Regions from separate parts of the Ovis aries genome. Here region 2 is linked to region 1. A link is a contact called in public Hi-C data. All regions are on one chromosome and are shown on one strand. Each heading gives the region's core, a stretch centred on a gene start, on an enhancer-like site or on the middle of the called end of the contact. The rest is flanking DNA. Distances are from core to core; before and after follow the strand shown.

What was found. Hi-C and Micro-C count contacts between places; a contact is called where the count stands out from the background.
Region 2: a contact with region 1 is called in a Hi-C map of hypothalamus, with 4 times the contacts expected there. The contact joins the enhancer-like site here to the promoter of EEIG1 in region 1. A contact is called at or near these places in 4 of 16 Hi-C or Micro-C datasets (blood, hypothalamus, muscle and 1 more).

What each region holds. Positions count from the first base shown.
Region 1 is chr3:8,242,500-8,246,393 of ARS-UI_Ramb_v3.0, reverse strand. EEIG1 (estrogen-induced osteoclastogenesis regulator 1) reads right to left here and starts at 1,327. Exons shown (of 11, transcript XM_027966400.2): 1 at 232-1,327. The coding sequence starts at 377. It overlaps LOC132659551 (a long non-coding RNA gene), which reads left to right and starts at 1,497. Exons shown (of 2, transcript XR_009600096.1): 1 at 1,497-3,894.
Region 2 is chr3:8,275,804-8,279,174 of ARS-UI_Ramb_v3.0, reverse strand. It overlaps EEIG1 (estrogen-induced osteoclastogenesis regulator 1), which reads right to left. Exons shown (of 11, transcript XM_027966400.2): 7 at 3,110-3,214; 8 at 2,827-3,025; 9 at 2,261-2,382; 10 at 2,058-2,127; 11 at 1-692. The coding sequence ends at 647. Among named protein-coding and RNA genes, the nearest start is that of DPM2, 7.2 kb to the left of the region's middle. Within about 2 kb of position 1,299, at least 12 of the 54 cell types and tissues checked have an H3K27ac peak or open chromatin away from gene starts, as enhancers often do. A contact at or near this core is called in hypothalamus, where this site is marked.

The sequences.
Region 1 (3,894 bases), core at 78-2,577:
CAGCAGGTGGGTGCCCCGCACCCTGCCAGCTTCCCTCAGGCCCAGACCTCCCAGATCACTCAGTCCTGCCTTGTGCAAACCTGCCCCAGACACGCATAATCTCCAGGACTCCTCTGGGACCCAAGGGGCACTTCCACACCTGCCAAGTGGCTAGAATTCGCTCCTCAAACCCCGCTCTGCACACATCTTTGCGCCCACCCCGCACCCAAGCAAGACTGCTCGAGCTCCTACCTTGACGACAAGCTGACAAAGTCCCCACCATCCAGCAGCCGGACCTTGCAGAAGAGAACCCCATTCACGAAGGGGACTGCAGTCAGCTCCTCCAGGGTGAAAGTGGTTTGGAATTTGAATTTCTTCTTCTTCATCAAGAAAGCCATGAGCGAGTTCCCTGAGTCTGAAGCCCCGAAGGCCAAAAAAAAAAAAAAAAAAGCGGGGGGAGCCAGAAATCCCCAGGATTCTTTTTCCTACCACCACACCCCCTCCTCAAAACACCAGAGCCGGATCCCGCCCAGATGGTGGCTGAGGCAGCAGAGCGGATGGGGAGCTGAGTCCGGAAGCCCCAGGTCAGAACGACCAGTCCAGTTCGCAGGCCGGTAGCCTTCACCCTCACGGAGCTGGGGCTTGGACGGGTTCCGAGTGGCCGGGGGCTTCACCGGCCATGTAAATATTGGGGCATGGTCCAGGAGTCAAGGGCAGGGGTGGCGGGCGGCGCGCGAGCGGCCGTGCCGGCGGACAGCATCCCGAGAGCCGCGGTCCCCGGAGAGCTCACGCCGCGCGACCAGGCGCGGCGGGCGGACCGGTGAGACTGAAGGCGACGGACGGCCCGGTTGAGGGCCGAGGGCGGCCCCGCCCCCGCCCCGCTGGCGGCCGGGGGTGGCGCCCACGCCGCGCCCACGCCCCCGCACCTGGGTGCCAGGCAGCGGCGCAGGTGAGTCCGGGGAGGCCGAGGGCACCCCCAGGGGGCGGTCGAGAGCGCTGCCTGGGGCGGGGGGGGCCCCCCTCTCTCCGGGAGGTGCTTTGGGGAGCTCCGGGCCGGGAACGTCCGGCCACGGCCCCCTCCCGGCGGGCAGCCGGCCGGGCTCCAGGCAGCAGGGGCGCCGCCTCCTCTTTGGTCCTGGGTCCCGCGCCGCGGTCCCTGGCGGAGCTGAAGCGCCCTTCCGGCCGGCCGGTGGCGCCCGCCTCACCCGCCGCCTCTGGCCCGCACCCCGCGAACAGCAACGCTGCCGCCCGCGCTCCCGACGCCGCCTCCAGAGCCCGACGCTGCGCGGGGCCGCTGGGAGAACGCCGAGACCCCCGCGCGGCCGCCCGCGGAGCCTCCGCCGAGCGCGGGAGGGGCGGGGCGCCGGCGGCTCAGCCCGCCCACGATTGGGCCGCCCGGTGGGGCGGCTGCGGGGCGTGATTGGCGGATGGCGGCGTAGGGCGGGACTCGCGGGAGGCCGAGGCACATCGTGGCGCTCGGATTGGTCCGTCGGCCATCTGGGCCCGCCTCCTCGATCAGGACGGAGCGGAGGGACTAGGAGAGGGGCCCTGAGAAGGCGGTGGGAGGTCGCGGGGCGGGATGCTGGGACAGGCATGCAAGCTAGGAGGAGGGCGTGAGCAAATAAAAAAGGAGAAACAATGAAGAGAAATAAAATGAGCCCCAGGACTGAAGTGGCCCTCCAGTGTCCTCCCAGACTTGAATTCGTTGACCACTAGATTAGGCCCGGAAGGTAGAGTCTCATTTTTCAGAAAACACACCCAGAGAGGTGGCCGGAACTAGACCATGAGCAGCTCTTTGGCTTCACATCCCTGGTTCTCAGCACCGAGGAGGGAAGTGCCTGCAAAGCCTTCGCCAAGGGGGTGAATTGAAGCAGTTCATCACGCAACCGGTGATAGAACCAGCTTCTCCCGTCCCAAGCTACTATCTAAGCATTTTGTTGTTGCTTAGCATCTTACCCAGTATAGCTGATCTCCCAGACTGCATTAACTGCCCTGGACGCAGAGACCACTTCGGGAGCTTTTTAGGTTCCAGGCCTTCCACACTGCAGTTCATTGATTCAGTCCCCAAATGTTCAGGGGCAATCTGCTGTGTGCCAGGCTGGCATTTAGGAGTGAGCCTGGTGGACCCGCCATCTCCAACCTTCCCAAGCTCAAGATCAGATGGAGAAGCAGACAGGGACCCAGGCAGAGACAAATCTGGTGAATAAGGACAGTGATCGGGGACATAGAGGGAACTGGGGAAGCTCAGTGCTGGCAGGAATGGAGAGGAAGGGGACTCAGAGAGAAGGCCTCACAAAGTTATCCTAGCCACTGGCAGGATGCATTCCCTGAGCCAGGCAGGGCCCGGGCAGATGGAGCTTCAAGAGGCCTGGCAGCCAGAGAGTGCAGTGCCTGCAGAAAGCTGTGGGTACCTGCATGCTGCTCCACTGTGGCTCTTTGAGGGAGGCAGGGGACAAGAGGTGGGGCGGGAAGGCCTGTAGAGGCTGGATCTAGCAGAGTCTTGTAGACCAGAGTAAGGAGGGGAGCCACACACACGTTTTAAGTGACCCAGACAGATTTGCTTTTTGTTGCAAGACGTTTGCTCTGATTATAGAGAGTGTGGAAAAGAGATGATGGGAAACAGGGATGAGGGGCTTGTTGTGGCGATCCAGGCAAGAGGTGATGACAATGAACCACAGCACTGAGGGAAAACCGGGGTCTGAGAGGCATTCAAGAGACAGAGTCAAGTGGACTTGGGGATGAGTTAGGTTGGGAAATGTATCTCAGGACTCAGGTTTCTGATTTCTTCCTGATCCCCAGGCATAGCATGGTGAGCAGCCTCTACTTTTTTCCAGTTTGTCCTGTAATTTCAAAAACACTGCTAGCCAGATAGGAGAAAAATGATAACAGCAGCTCCCAGTACTATTATGTGCTCCCATTTACAGCCAGGGAAGTTGAGATCTGGAGAGTTTAAATTACTTGACTTGGGTCTTGACCCCAGAGCACAGGCTCTAGAGTGCTAAACTGTGCTGCCTGTGATGAGGTGGGAATTTCTTCACTAATCCTGGTTGGGCCCCTTTCACAGGGGAAGGCCCTGTGGCTACCTGATCCCAGGAGGAGATTTCAGAGAGAGCTAGTGAAGGATGTCCCTGGCTGACTTCTCAGCTGTGACCGCGAGTAACCTCAGACTTCAACAGGAAGCGGGGTGGGTCTGGCTGCCAGACTTAGCTCCGGTAGGGTATTTATCTCTCTGCCGCATCGAGGCTGGGAACCCAGGAAGTTTCCTTTCCCTCATTTCCCAGATGGGTCCTGGGACAGAGCTAGGTGCCAGGGCAGGATGCCGCATTTGGGGTGAGACAAACCTGAGTTAGTGTCCTGGCCCTGATGCATGTTAGTACTATGGCTTTGGTTTCAGACATCAGAGCTCAGGGGCTCTGAATAGAGAGGGGATTCAGTATGGGCTGGCTAGGACCGCTTGCCCTGCTGCCAGCAGAGCAGGGGCTGAAATCTGGCAGGCACAACATTGACCACCAGTGTCACATACACTTTGGGTGTAGTTTTCTGTGCATAGGAAGGAACCCTGAAGGAGACACTTCAAACTTTCCCAACTCTGAGCCACAGTTTCTTTACCTATAAACTGGGAATAAGAATACCAACCTTTCCAGAATGTTGTGAGGACTTCAAGAGGCTGTGCCTACAAAAGGCTCAGGCCTGGCAGGATGTGGGGCTCTGAGTGAGCAGTCAACAGGGAGCTCCAGGCTGGCACTTCCTCGCTTCTCCAGCCCCCCAAATTCCCAGGTAGAACCTGTACTTCCTCCCTGAGGCCCTGACAGGATATGTAAGGAAACCAGTACCTAACAAGATAATTCAGACACGTAAGTGGTCTGGAGGACTTCCCTGGTGGTACAGTGGATAGGAACCCACAACTACTGAGAC
Region 2 (3,371 bases), core at 50-2,549, 33 kb before region 1:
GTGCAGGCTGCCGGGGCAGCAGGAGAACATTCGCTGCGGGGGAGGGGGGTCTCAATCCAGAGCGCGGGTGGGGTTTGAGGTCTTGGTTTCCCGGAGGAGGCCGCCAGCAGGTCCCCCGGGACGCAGAGGAGTGACAGCTGAAGCACTAAGCAGTCAGAGGGCCGTGGTGGCAGGATTCGGGGGGTGAACTGCCCCGCCAAGGACAAGGGGGCAATGGAGCGAGGCCCTGCCAGGGCTGAGCCAGCGCTCCTGGAGTGAACGGGGACACAGGACAAGAGGCCCCTCGGCCACCAGCCTCCCTGCATGTGCAGGAACTACTGAATGTCCTCGCCGAGGGCCCAGGTGGGTCTCAGAGGGGCAGTGCCCACCATGGGTCTCTGCCCACCTGTTTCACGGGCCCATGTGTCCTGCTCCCTAGTGGTTCAGAGGAGAATATTCACAGTGGTGCCCGGGGCCCTTGCGGGCCATGAGCGTCCCAGCATAAATGGGAGGTCAGTGGAATGATGCTTTGGGGCTGGAGTGCATGGAGGAGGCACAGATGAGAGGCAGCACGGATGGTGATCCGAAGGGGAAGGTCCCTTGTGGAATGACGCGGGTCTGGACGTCCGTGAAGGCAGGGCCCTTCTCCAGCCGGGGCACCTGCTCCTCAATGGCTTTCAATCACAACTGGCTCGTAGACCCCAGAGGAGACCCTGTGGGGAGAAACAGGTCAGCTTGTCCTCCCTGATGGTCCTCTGGGCCAGCCCTGGGAGGTACTTCGCAAGCACTGTTAACTGGCCCCATTTTGCAGAGAGAAACTGAGTCTCAGAGAAGTTGAGTCACCTGCCCAGGGTAACACAGATGTTATGTACCTGAGCCTGTGGGATCACAGAGCTTGCACAGACCATGCCCAAGCCCCCCTGGGTACCAGCAGCTCACATGCTGGGGTGTGCTGTGCCCATCCTCACAGCAATTCAGGCAGAGAGGATCTGCAGCCAGCCCCACTTGACAGATAAAGAAACTGAAGTTCAGAGAGAGTACAGGGCTTGCCAAAAGTGCAGCAGAAGGTCGGGAAGCTTGATCAGCTCTTCTCCCAGCCAAGGCCAGGCCCACCGGAAGGGCTGTAGTCATTCGGGGCGCAGTATACAGCTCTGCAGTAACCTTGCTCAATCTCAGTTTCCTCATCCTCAGAGGGGGCTGGAGAGGGGTGTCACAAAGCCCCAAGAAGTGCCCTCTGTTTTCTTTTTGCCCACCCCACTAAGGGCAGCCTAGGCCACACAAAGATGGCAGTTGCAATTTTGAGCCTCCGCCAGCAGAGGTCAGCAGAGCAACACCAGAGGGCAGGTCTGAGGCCCCAGTGTGACCCAGCTAAGCCTCCTACTGCTCTGGCCCTAGATGTTAAATGGGCACTTTCCCATCTGGCCCACAAGAACCAGGAGTAAAGGCTTCAGCACAGCCCTGCAGGTGGTAAGCTCCTCCACTCATTCATTCAGTGAGCCAGGCACACACAGACCAGCATGCTGTAAATGAATGATTTAGAGGATACTCTATATACTGGCAGAGTTCAAGCCACAAGTTTGATCCTCACATCTGCTTGCCTCTGAACATCATGAAGCAAAAATCTATGTTGCTCACTGCCGTATCCCCAGCACCTAGCTCAGAATCATGGAACGTAGCTGGTGCACAGTAACTATTCATTTAATAGATACATGAGTCATCATCATCATTTTTTAGGAGCTCCCAGGCCCAGGAGGAAGGGAAAGAAAAGTAGAATCCAAAATAAAGATGTATGAAGCCCCTGCTGTGTGGCAAGCCCTGTGTCAGGCATTTTCCAAGGTTCCTCGGAACCCTCCCAAACCAAACCTGGGGCGTTTGTCCCAGGTTTCTGGGTGAGGTGGTGTGATCCACAGCATTTGACAGATGGAGCAACTGCGGCTCAGACAGACATGACTGGCCTGAAGTCACATGGACAAGAGCTGGCATTCAAAGCTAGGTCAATGGGCTGCAAAAGCCACACGCTCTCACCACGGGGGCCCAGAGCCACACTCGTCACCTGCCCAGAACCTTCCCCCACCTACCTGTTGGCCAGCTGGATACCACTCAGGGTGGTGGTGCCATCACGGCTCACGAACAGCCGGAGGTTGCTGTCTGTGGGGACACAGGGGAAGATAGAAGCTGAATGGGGCAGCGAAGCCAGAGAGCCCCCAGGCACTGTCCCCGTCAGTGCTGGCTGCTCACCCTGGGCACCAACCCCCGCACCCCGCCTGCGCTGGCGGCTCACCCTCGGTATTGCTCCCTTCCGTGAAGTCCTGGCTCTGCATGATCTTCTCTACGATGTCATCAGCATCAATGCGCGTGTCATCCACCCAGGTCGGGTGGCTCTCCACCGAGTCCTTCTTCCTCCTGGGGTGGGGCGAGAGTCAGAACAGTCACACGACCACAGGACCCAGTCCCCGTCTACTGCACTCAGGACCCTCCGAGTGCACATGGAAGACGGTCTAGAGTGTGTTCACTGAACCGTCACATCAACCCTACAGTACGGATGCTGCTGCAACCTGATTTTAGAGAGGAGGCCGCGGAGGCCCTGGGGAGTTAAGTGCCAGCTTCCAAGAGGCCACAGAGCATGGAAGCAGGCTGGCCCCAGGGTATGCCAGACCACCCGCAGCATCCGCCCACTGGGCACGCGCGCCAGGCCGGGTGCAGCCAGCGTGGAGCATCAGCTGGTTTGACGGCCATGCACCCCACGATGACAGGGCCCACTTGTCCCTGTGTTACAAGTGGAGGAGCAGAGGTTCCGGGAGCCACCGGAGGGCTCTGCTCTCTAGCAGCACTTGCGGTGAGACCTACCGGAATGAGCGGTCTGACAGATGCGGAGGCCGAGGCGGCCGTGGTGGTTTCTCAGGGGGCCGGTGCTCGCGCTCGCTGCCTTCAGGCCCCTCCACGGCCATGCTGAGGCCGCCCGAGGTGCTGCTGCTGGTGGACGTGTTCCGGCGGTGTGTCAGGTCTGAGAGGCTCGAGGAGCGCGACTGCTCTGTGCTGTAGCCTGCTGGGTGGTGGGGGTGCAGGTCATGATGGGGGCGGCCGGGGAGGCTGGGAGGCCAAGGGCTTGGGGGGGCAGGCAGGCGCTCACCCGAGATCTTGGACTGCTGGCTGGCATAGCTGGAGTTGCGGGAGTGCCCAGAGTGGAACACCTCCTCGGGGCTGGACAGGTTCTGGTCGGGCTCCTCCGGCACCCCTGGAAGCAGGGAGGGGCAGGGGTGACCAGCATGCTCGCTTCTCACAAGTCCTCTCACTGAATGTGGCGGGGTGGGCGGGGGGGGGGGGGGCACACTATGTATTTCCACTTTAGAGATGGAAAAACTCTTAAGAGATGATTCAGGGGGGCAGCAACC